Regions from separate parts of the Xenopus laevis genome. Here region 1 is linked to region 2. A link is a contact called in public Hi-C data. All regions are on one chromosome and are shown on one strand. Each heading gives the region's core, a stretch centred on a gene start, on an enhancer-like site or on the middle of the called end of the contact. The rest is flanking DNA. Distances are from core to core; before and after follow the strand shown. Region 1 holds the start of cfap45.S (cilia and flagella associated protein 45 S homeolog). Region 2 overlaps igsf9.S (protein turtle homolog A).

Region 1 (5,258 bases), core at 2,684-5,183, 63 kb before region 2:
GTCTGCTTTGAAGGAGGGGTGAGTTGAAAAGCAGGAGATGTTGGATTCCTCTAGTTTAGGAGATCACATACAGGACAGGAATTTCCTCGGTGGATGTACTAAAATGTGTTCCATAAGAGGAGATGAGACAAAGTATCCTCATGATTACACAGCTGAATGAAGCAACGGCCAAACTGAAAGGCCAACGACAGGAGGAAGAACCTGCAGCAGCAAATGTCAGGAATGTCAGGAATAAAGGAATAAAGGAATAAAGGAAGAACTGGAACTTGGATTTCAATGAAATGTTTTGTTTCTCGTATATATTTTTTATGGCAGCAAAAGTGAGAAATCCAGGGTCCCCGATACTGACCCCTCCCCCAACCCCAATTACTGCAACGAAAGTAAGTTCTGTATATATGAATAACTCATAGGCTTAGGCCAGAATAATAATAATATTGATAATAATGATAAGAATAATAATACTAATAAGAAGAAGAAGAAGAATAATATGTAGTAATAATAATAATGTGTAATATACAGTACAGGAGAGAGAGTGTAATATACAGTACAGGAGAGAGAGAGTGTAATATACAGTACAGGAGAGAGAGTGTAATATACAGTACAGGAGAGAGAGTGTAATATACAGTACAGGAGAGAGAGAGTGTAATATACAGTACAGGAGAGAGTGTAATATACAGTACAGGAGAGAGAGTGTAATATACAGTACAGGAGAGAGTGTAATATACAGTACAGGAGAGAGAGAGTGTAATATACAGTACAGGAGAGAGAGTGTAATATACAGTACAGGAGAGAGAGTGTAATATACAGTACAGGAGAGAGTGTGTAATATACAGTACAGGAGAGAGAGTGTAATATACAGTACAGGAGAGAGAGTGTAATATACAGTACAGGAGAGAGAGTGTAATATACAGTACAGGAGAGAGAGAGTGTAATATACAGTACAGGAGAGAGAGTGTAATATACAGTACAGGAGAGAGAGAGTGTAATATACAGTACAGGAGAGAGAGTGTAATATACAGTACAGGAGAGAGAGTGTAATATACAGTACAGGAGAGAGTGTGTAATATACAGTACAGGAGAGAGTGTAATATACAGTACAGGAGAGAGTGTGTAATATACAGTACAGGAGAGAGAGTGTAATATACAGTACAGGAGAGAGAGTGTATAACAGTACAGGAGAGAGTGTAATATACAGTACAGGAGAGAGTGTAATATACAGTACAGGAGAGAGAGTGTAATATACAGTACAGGAGAGAGAGTGTAATATACAGTACAGGAGAGAGAGTGTAATATACAGTACAGGAGAGAGAGAGTGTAATATACAGTACAGGAGAGAGAGTGTAATATACAGTACAGGAGAGAGAGAGTGTAATATACAGTACAGGAGAGAGTGTAATATACAGTACAGGAGAGAGAGTGTAATATACAGTACAGGAGAGAGAGTGTAATATACAGTACAGGAGAGAGAGAGTGTAATATACAGTACAGGAGAGAGAGTGTAATATACAGTACAGGAGAGAGTGTAATACACAGTACAGGAGAGAGAGAGTGTAATATACAGTACAGGGGAGAGAGTGTAATATACAGTACAGGAGAGAGAGTGTAATATACAGTACAGGAGAGAGAGTGTAATATACAGTACAGGAGAGAGTGTAATATACAGTACAGGAGAGAGTGTGTAATATACAGTACAGGAGAGAGAGAGTGTAATATACAGTACAGGAGAGAGTGTAATATACAGTACAGGAGAGAGTGTAATATACAGTACAGGAGAGAGAGTGTAATATACAGTACAGGAGAGAGTGTAATATACAGTACAGGAGAGAGTGTAATATACAGTACAGGAGAGAGAGTGTAATATACAGTACATGAGAGAGAGTGTAATATACAGTACAGGAGAGAGAGTGTATATACAGTACAGGAGAGAGAGTGTAATATACAGTACAGGAGAGAGAGTGTAATATACAGTACAGGAGAGAGAGAGTGTAATATACAGTACAGGAGAGAGAGTGTAATATACAGTACAGGAGAGAGAGTGTAATATACAGTACAGGAGAGAGAGAGTGTAATATACAGTACAGGAGAGAGAGAGTGTAATATACAGTACAGGAGAGAGAGTGTAATATACAGTACAGGAGGAGAGAGTGTAATATACAGTACAGGAGGAGAGAGTGTAATATACAGTACAGGAGAGAGAGTGTAATATACAGTACAGGAGAGAGAGTGTAATATACAGTACAGGAGAGAGAGTGTAATATACAGTACAGGAGAGAGAGTGTAATATACAGTACAGGAGAGAGAGTGTAATATACAGTACAGGAGAGAGAGTGTAATATACAGTACAGGAGAGAGAGTGTAATATACAGTACAGGAGAGAGAGTGTAATATACAGTACAGGAGAGAGAGTGTAATATACAGTACAGGAGAGAGAGAGTGTAATATACAGTACAGGAGAGAGAGTGTAATATACAGTACAGGAGAGAGAGTGTAATATACAGTACAGGAGAGAGAGTGTAATATACAGTACAGGAGAGAGAGTGTAATATACAGTACAGGAGGAGAGAGTGTAATATACAGTACAGGAGAGAGAGTGTAATATACAGTACAGGAGAGAGAGTGTAATATACAGTACAGGAGAAGAGTGTAATATACAGTACAGAGAGAGAGTGTAATATACAGTACAGGAGAGAGTGTGTAATATACAGTACAGGAGAGAGAGTGTAATATACAGTACAGGAAGAGAGAGAGTGTAATATACAGTACAGGAGAGAGTGTAATATACAGTACAGGAGAGAGAGTGTATATACAGTACAGGAGAGAGAGTGTAATATACAGTACAGGAGAGAGAGAGTGTAATATACATACAGGAAGAGAGTGTAATATACAGTACAGGAGAGAAGTGTAATATACAGTACAGGAGAGAGAGTGTAATATACAGTACAGGAGATAATATACAGTACAGGACGAGAGGTGTAATATACAGTACAGGAGAGAGAGTGTAATATACAGTACAGGAGAGAGAGTGTAATATACAGTACAGGAGAGAGAGTGTAATATACAGTACAGGAGAGAGAGTGTAATATACAGTACAGGAGAGAGAGTGTAATATACAGTACAGGAGAGAGAGTGTAATACACAGTACAGGAGAGAGAGTGTAATATACAGTACAGGGGAGAGAGTGTAATATACAGTACAGGGAGAGAGAGTGTAATATACAGTACAGGAGAGAGAGTGTAATATACAGTACAGGAGAGAGAGTGTAATATACAGTACAGGAGAGAGGTGTAATATACAGTACAGGAGAGAGAGTGTAATATACAGTACAGGAGAGAGAGTGTGTAATATACAGTACAGGAGAGAGTGTAATATACAGTACAGGAGAGAGTGGTAATATACAGTACAGGAGAGAGTGTAATATACAGTACAGGAGAGAGTGTAATATACAGTACAGGAGAGAGTGTAATATACAGTACAGGAGAGAGAGTGTAATATACAGTACATGAGAGAGAGTGTAATATACAGTACAGGAGAGAGAGAGTGTAATATACAGTACAGGAGAGAGAGTGTAATATACAGTACAGGAGAGAGAGTGTAATATACAGTACAGGAGAGAGAGAGTGTAATATACAGTACAGGAGAGAGAGAGTGTAATATACAGTACAGGAGAGAGAGTGTAATATACAGTACAGGAGAGAGAGTGTAATATACAGTACAGGAGAGAGAGTGTAATATACAGTACAGGAGAGAGAGTGTAATATACAGTACAGGAGAGAGAGTGATATTATTATATGTATGAAGTCTAGAGGCAGATGAAATACAAGTCAATAAGCCGCATGAGATACACAGAGACTATTTCTATACAGACAATTGCCCCTCACCATGTCTGCTCTCTGCCTGCAGCTCCTCACTCTTTCACTGTTGTCTGGTTACCAGGTAACGGCTACTTCCCAGCCAATAGCTGTGCCCATGGAAACAGCAGGGCAACAGGAAGTGACGAGTGGGGAGAGCTTGTCTGCTGCTGGTGCAGGGAATTGTGGGAAACGACATCTCTGTGGCTGGGAGATGGCGCAAGGGATTGTGGGAAATGGTTTCTCTGTGAGGCGGGAGGGAGCTGAGCTGTGTTGTACAGTGCAGAGACTAGAGTAGATACACGTGTGTTGTTATTGTCTCCTCACACAGTGTTTCTATTAATACTCACAGCTTGCTGGAAATGATAGTAAAATATATTATGTACACAAGTGATTTATATACAGATATAAGTATAAAGCAGTATATGACATGCAGTGTATGACTAGAGACTGACTGACCCTATAACAGAAGCTTAGCCGCCATATTGGGACCCTGTGTGACTAGAAGTCCAATAATAACAGGGTGGCACCGGCTTCTGTCTATTCACAGCTGTGACTGTTGTTCTGCCTCATTAGTGTCACTATTTCCCTTTCACACATTATAGTAATAGATTTAAGTTCTATCTGTTGTTATAGTGGAGAGGCCTTATAGGTGCCACTTTCTCCCTTTATTAAAGCAAAACTATATCACACCTCCCAACTGTCCCTTTTTCGGAGGGACAGTCCCTCTTTTGACAGCTCAACCTGCAGTCCCTCATTTGTACTGGAAAGTCCCTCTTTTCTCTGCACTGAACAGCCAGAAAAAGAAACACAGTTTCTCACTTAATTGGCTTTTAGCAGAGAGCCCAGAACAGCTAACAGGTGCAAATAAGATACTTTTTGAGACACAAAAACACAGTTTAGATAAGGAGTAATATTTTCAAACTTTCATAACCTGCCAAATTTTGTAAAACAAAGATGGTAATTAGGGGGTGTGGCCACAGAAAGGGGTGTGGTCCAAAAATTTGCTGCGCTAGGTGAGGGAAAAAAATTTTTGTCCCTCTTTTTACTTCCAAAACGTTGGGAGGTATGCTATACCCCCAAACTGAACAATTAAGCAACAGTTTCGTTTACAGAACTTGGCAGGTTATGAAAGTTTGAACATATTTCTGTAGTTTTTTTTTCCAGTTATTACAGTTTTGCTAATGAAGGTGAAAAAAGGACCAGTAACGGCTTTTTTAAATGTCCTGCCTGTGGAGAGACTGAACCTTATTATAACAATGATTCCCAGCCCTTTGGACCCATGAGCAACATTCAGATGTTAAATGAGTAGAGGAGCAACGCCAGCATGAAGGTGATGTGTGGGGCGGCCCGATACCCGCGGGTCGGGCAGGTTCGGGCTAGGGTTGCCACCTTTTTTGGAAAAAAATA
Region 2 (5,405 bases), core at 589-3,088:
AGTTACAAACTCTATTGGCACTTTATTAATATGGGATAAGGAGATAACTGTATGGTGCAGCCAACTGGTTACCATAGCATTTTTCCGAGTATCTCTGCTCATTATCTCTAATTCCACTCTACATACAGGGCGCCTCGGAAATAAAATAAAACTGGCGTGGGGCATGCGAAACCCGATCAGGTCGGAGGACCTGCCAAAATAAGGAAATTGGAATCTTAAGACAAAATGTACAGAACTGTACCTTGGCTGCATTTCAAGTGCATTATGGGTGAGGCTGCCAAGACTTGTGAGATCCTCCAAAGATGGGGTTTTGTGATATAATTATCACTTCCCGTGCCTCTGGATATGTGCCCTTGGATTTACCCTTTGTTGCTCACCTCCGACTTTTAACAGTATATAGTCAGGTTTGAGTGGTGGCCATGGAACATATTTGTTATTTTTAAAATATTTTTGGAACATTGCTGAGATATGAAATAATAAAGGTTTTTTTTAGTGGATATTAGACAAACATGGAATTTTAAGGACAAGAAAAGATTTTTTTCCACTCATATAGTTACAAGCAAAATCACCCCACACTGTCACATAACCCGGGTCAGATGTATTCAGTACTAGTTGAGCTAATTCTGGCCCGTTTCTTGAGCCCAACACATAGTCTAGCTTTTAAAACCTGGTCACACCTGAAGTCTACTAAGCCCTTCTTACATGTGTCCACAAAGCTCCTTCCGGTCCTGAGTTCCATTAAACCTTTCAATGATCTCAAGTCCACTTCACTTGGCCACATACATGGATATTAAAGATGTTGACTTGGCCCCTCCAGATCATATTGGTAAGTAATTGGTGCGCAGGTTGGCCTGCTCAATTAATAACTGACTAAAAATCTACTGGGCGGGTTTGGAAATCCCATTGGGTGAGGATTGCATTGGTGTGTTGATCTAGGCTTGTATTGACCATCTTAAATCCTACCTTGCTTGGACTTTGACTTCACTAAACCCCGATCATTCTTAATCTCAACCTAAGCTCTTGCCTATATCAATCTCACTTCCACTAAGTCCTACTCCTATGAAAAGGACATGATCAGAGTATTTTTGTGGTCCTCTCTGAAGTGATCTCCATAGGACGCCCATTTGATATGATCATTAGTGTCCTCTATCCTTGTATGGCCATCTTAATTCCCACCCCGTCGGATCTTGCATTAACTAACCCCTTTCCAATCTTAATCATAGGTCCACTTTGCTCTTCCCTGCCAAGTCAAGTCCTTTTCAATCTCAGCTTTGAGTTCTTCCTGTCTTGGTATTGACTAATAGCTTCAACATGGACATGATTTCTTGAAGGTTAGAAATCTGCAAGAGAACCAAAGTTAAAGATGAAACGCCCCCTGCTAGTGACACTAGTGACTCAGTTACTTGTGATGGGGCAGGATTAGCCATCTTGCCCTGCTGTTGTCATCCTCTCCTACTGTCGCCATCTTTCTCATGGCGCCACCCTGTCCTACTGCTGCCATCTTCACCTTGCCTCACACTCATAGGCAGAGAATAAAGAAGATTTAGGGAGACTTAGCCACCCCATAAACAGACCCACTGCTATATAGTCATATATCATGTTCTCCAGTTCTCCAATGTGAAGCCTTCCACTGACACCTCTCCAAACAAAACTTCTACCCTTTTGTCCTGCCTATAGTCGCCTACTAGCCAAATATTTCCAAACTTTTGCAGATGTCTTGGAATTGCTTGTGCTGACGTCGACAGTCAACTGCCTGAAGCATAGTGTCAGCGTAGAGGGTTAGAGATAACGCAACGGCGGCTGAAAAGCCATTGTTGGCCTGTCAAACTGAACATCATGGAGGGGAGGGGGGTGTATAGAGCGATGTAACTCAGCTGCCATTTGGTCTCCCAGTGAACCTCACCAGTTGGAATGTGTGCTTCACGCTTTCGTGTAAAAAATGTTCAAGAGTCACATTCCCGAAGCAATGAAAAATATACAGAGCGGAGTTGGGTCGTGAGCAATGTCGTAGATACCAGACACCACTACGTGTGCAGGGGGGAAAAAAGTAAAAAGGCAGAAGAAACCATTTAAAAATACCAAGTGTGCCACTGGCTCAAGCTCACTTGCATAAGGGTCGGGCAGGCTTAAGGGTCCAATGCCAAAGCATATGTGGCTACCTTCTCCTCACTGGCAACTCCTTGATAAATAATGGCCTACACATAAGTCACAGTGTCACTTCAGCGTCCAATCAGAATCCGTTACTAGGAGATTGCTTGGCTTCTGATTGGTCAGTCGCCACAAAGGGTGGCAGCGTTCATATATTTTTTGGCACTTAATGATCGCCAGTTCGTTTATTAACCTCACGCGGTGACGTGGCACTGCCGACTTCAGAAAGGAAACCCATCATTGTTTTCCTTATATATAATGATCACTCTAGATCTGGATTTTGCTGTAAGAAAATAACTTTTTGGGTAAATGTACATCACTCTTTTTTTTTTTTTTTTACATGGATCCTGTTTAAATATACAACATAATCTCTTGTGCGAGCACCATAATGACCGCGGCCTGTCTCTGCACTGGTACAGCTGGAGCAGGAGTCGGATCTGTGCTCATCTACTCTCTGGTTATGATAAAATATAAACTGCCACATAATACTTCTCAGTGAGAGAGGAGGAACAGTCGTATTGTGCACGTAAGACAGCTGGCGCCCAGGTTGTCCGCACGCAAAGATATAACAAAACGTTTTGATTGGCTGATGTGATAACCCTGATGTAACGTTGGCAGGAATTGATAAACCTGATGCCTAACACAGGAATACTGGGGCAAACCCCCCACTCAATAATGCCACAGTAACAGTGTCCCTTCTGGTCTGGTATGATCTGGTACGACCCCATGCTAAACGAGGGGTCATAGCAGTGTGGCTTGCTCGTAACACTCCTCAAAGTCTTTACCCTTAGTGTGCACCTTCTGTGCAGCGCGATTTCGCCTCTGGTATTCCAAAAACTCCTCCTTAAGGGCCGCGCAGCGTTCTTCCGGGCTGGACAAAGGCTGAGGATAGCGGCTATCGAGAGCATCCACGGACCCCGAACCAGCCGGGGAATTGGGCGCCTCTGCAGGGGTCTTCACACCTAAGGAGAAGGTATCGGAGTGGGTTACACATGTGCTCCTGTTTAGAGGAACATCCCAGCCAGTGGCTTAAAGGAACAGTTCAGTGCAAAATAAAAACTGGGTAAATAGATAGGCTGTGCAAAATAAAAAATGTTTCTAATATAGTTATTTAGCCAAAAATGTAATGTATAAATTCTGGAGTGAGTGGATGTGTAACATAATAGCCAGAACACTACTTCCTGCTTTTCAGCTCTCTAACAGTGACAATAAGGGGGGCCACATGGGACATAACTATTCAGTGAGTTTGTAATTGATCCTCAGCATTCAGCTCAGATTCAAAAGCAACAGTTATGGCCCATGTGCCCCCCCCTCAAGTCTCTGATTGGTTACTGCCTTGTAACCAATCAGGGGAAAGCAAGAGAGCTGAAAAGCAGAAAGTAGTGTTCTGGCTATTATGTTACACATCCAGTCACTCCAGCCTTTATACATTACATTTTTGGCTAACTAACTATATTAGATACATTTTTGGCTAACTAACTATATTAGATACATTTTTGGCTAACTAACTAGTATATTAGATACATTTTTTATTTTGCACAGCCTATTTATTTACCCAGTTTTTATTTTTATACTGTTCCTTTAGCTAGAAGGCAAGGGGCCCCACAGCATAATCATTTCAGGGCCCCCATATTTTTTTTCATAAGCATATACAATCGATGGCTCCTGTCAATCCTGGTCACCCCAAACCGTAGCAACGCTCTGCTTACCCTGTAGCTACACCCCTGATTTTAGCATGTTTGTGTTCACATCTGGGAGTCAGAGCGGTGGATTGAGCAACTGTTTTCTAGTAAAGACGGACATGTGGCGGGCAGACAGAATTCTGTGCGTTGCCCCCCACGATTCGGTGGTGATATCAGATAAGAGGCACGTGAAGGGTTAAAGGATAAAAAAAATGCCTCCTGCCAAAATAATTATTTTCCAATTCAGACAGAAGGGCGAGATGTGGGATAACAGAAACCCTTCCCTGTGACCCCATGTCTGTACTTGGCAAAAAACTGTATGGCAGCTCCCACCCATTCATATAGATACAAACATAGGGACGTTCTCTGCCCAATTGGCCAAACCCTTATACTAGGTGTATTTGAACATTTTTGGCTTAAAGGAGAAGGAAAGCTACTGAAGCAGTTTATTGCCAATAGATTAGCCACAATAGTACAAGCTATAACACTATATTTATTCTGTAGTATGTTTTACCATACCTGAGTAAACAGATCTAGAAGCTTAGTATAGCAGCTGCCGTATTAGCTTGCTGTGAGATCATTTCCTGACTGAGTCTCTCCCTGCTCACTCATAGCCCTGGGCTCAGATTACAGCAGGGAGGGGAGAAGGGAGGGAGAGAGGAGCAAACTGAGCATGCTCAAGCCCTAGCCCTGGAGGTTTAAGCTGAAAACAGTTAGTCTGATACAGAAGCCCATGAATACACAATAGAAGGAAATAAATGTGCTGTTTCTTTTGACAGAGGACTCAGAGCAGCATTACTTTGAGGGGTTACTGGTGTGTTTATATAGACCTTTCTGATAAAGCTTACTTACTTTTAGCTTTTCCTTCTCCTTTAAGTGCCCTTCAATGCATTTTGTTTAATGATACAGTGACCTCACTATAAATGACTATAAGCAGAGACACTCCCATTGGAAGGTGGAGTCCTGATAGGATACGGGGCAGGGAAGGGCAAAGTCCCGCTTACTAAACAAGAGCCGGCCCCTCCTTCTCTTCAATGTGCACCCCCCACCTTTGTGAACACTTTCCTATGTTATTCTATAACGGAAGCAATATGGCAGTTCCCATGTACATGTGCAGAGACGGAATGCTCTGGGCACATAATAAGCTCTACCCTTAAACTGTAAAATAAATATAAGTAAACCATTCAATATAAATAGGGTCTTTAATAAAAACTCACCCTGCCTTTTCACCTCTCCCTCGTCGACCGTGGAGATAGGCCGGCCTCCATTAGTGCTTCGGTAAACCTGTAGGGCATCCAGCAAATCTGCTTCCAAAGTGAACTCAGAGTCCCACTCGTAATTCTCATCCACTGAAGTGTTCCTCCTGCAGACAAACACACGACACTTACTATGGAATAAATGTTTTTTTTTTAAAAAACACATCAGTTAATAGAGCTGCTCCAGCAGAATTCTGCACTGAAATCCATTTCTCAAAAGAGCAAACTGATTTTTTTATATTTAATTTTGAAATCTGACATGGGGCTAGACATATTGTCAGTTTCCCAGCTGCCCCCAGTCATGTGACTTGTACTCTGA

What was found. Hi-C and Micro-C count contacts between places; a contact is called where the count stands out from the background.
Region 1: a contact with region 2 is called in a Hi-C map of the XL177 cell line, with 3 times the contacts expected there. The contact joins the promoter of cfap45.S here to the enhancer-like site in region 2. A contact is called at or near these places in 3 of 4 Hi-C or Micro-C datasets (the XL177 cell line, the XTC cell line and animal cap).

What each region holds. Positions count from the first base shown.
Region 1 is chr8S:100,238,404-100,243,661 of Xenopus_laevis_v10.1, reverse strand. It overlaps cfap45.S (cilia and flagella associated protein 45 S homeolog), which reads right to left and starts at 3,933. Exons shown (of 12, transcript NM_001095394.1): 1 at 3,879-3,933.
Region 2 is chr8S:100,173,169-100,178,573 of Xenopus_laevis_v10.1, reverse strand. igsf9.S (protein turtle homolog A) reads right to left here. Exons shown (of 21, transcript XM_018233517.2): 20 at 5,048-5,193; 21 at 2,427-3,110. The coding sequence ends at 2,890. Among protein-coding and RNA genes, the nearest start is that of tagln2.S, 21 kb to the left of the region's middle. Within about 2 kb of position 1,838, at least 1 of the 7 cell types and tissues checked has an H3K27ac peak or open chromatin away from gene starts, as enhancers often do.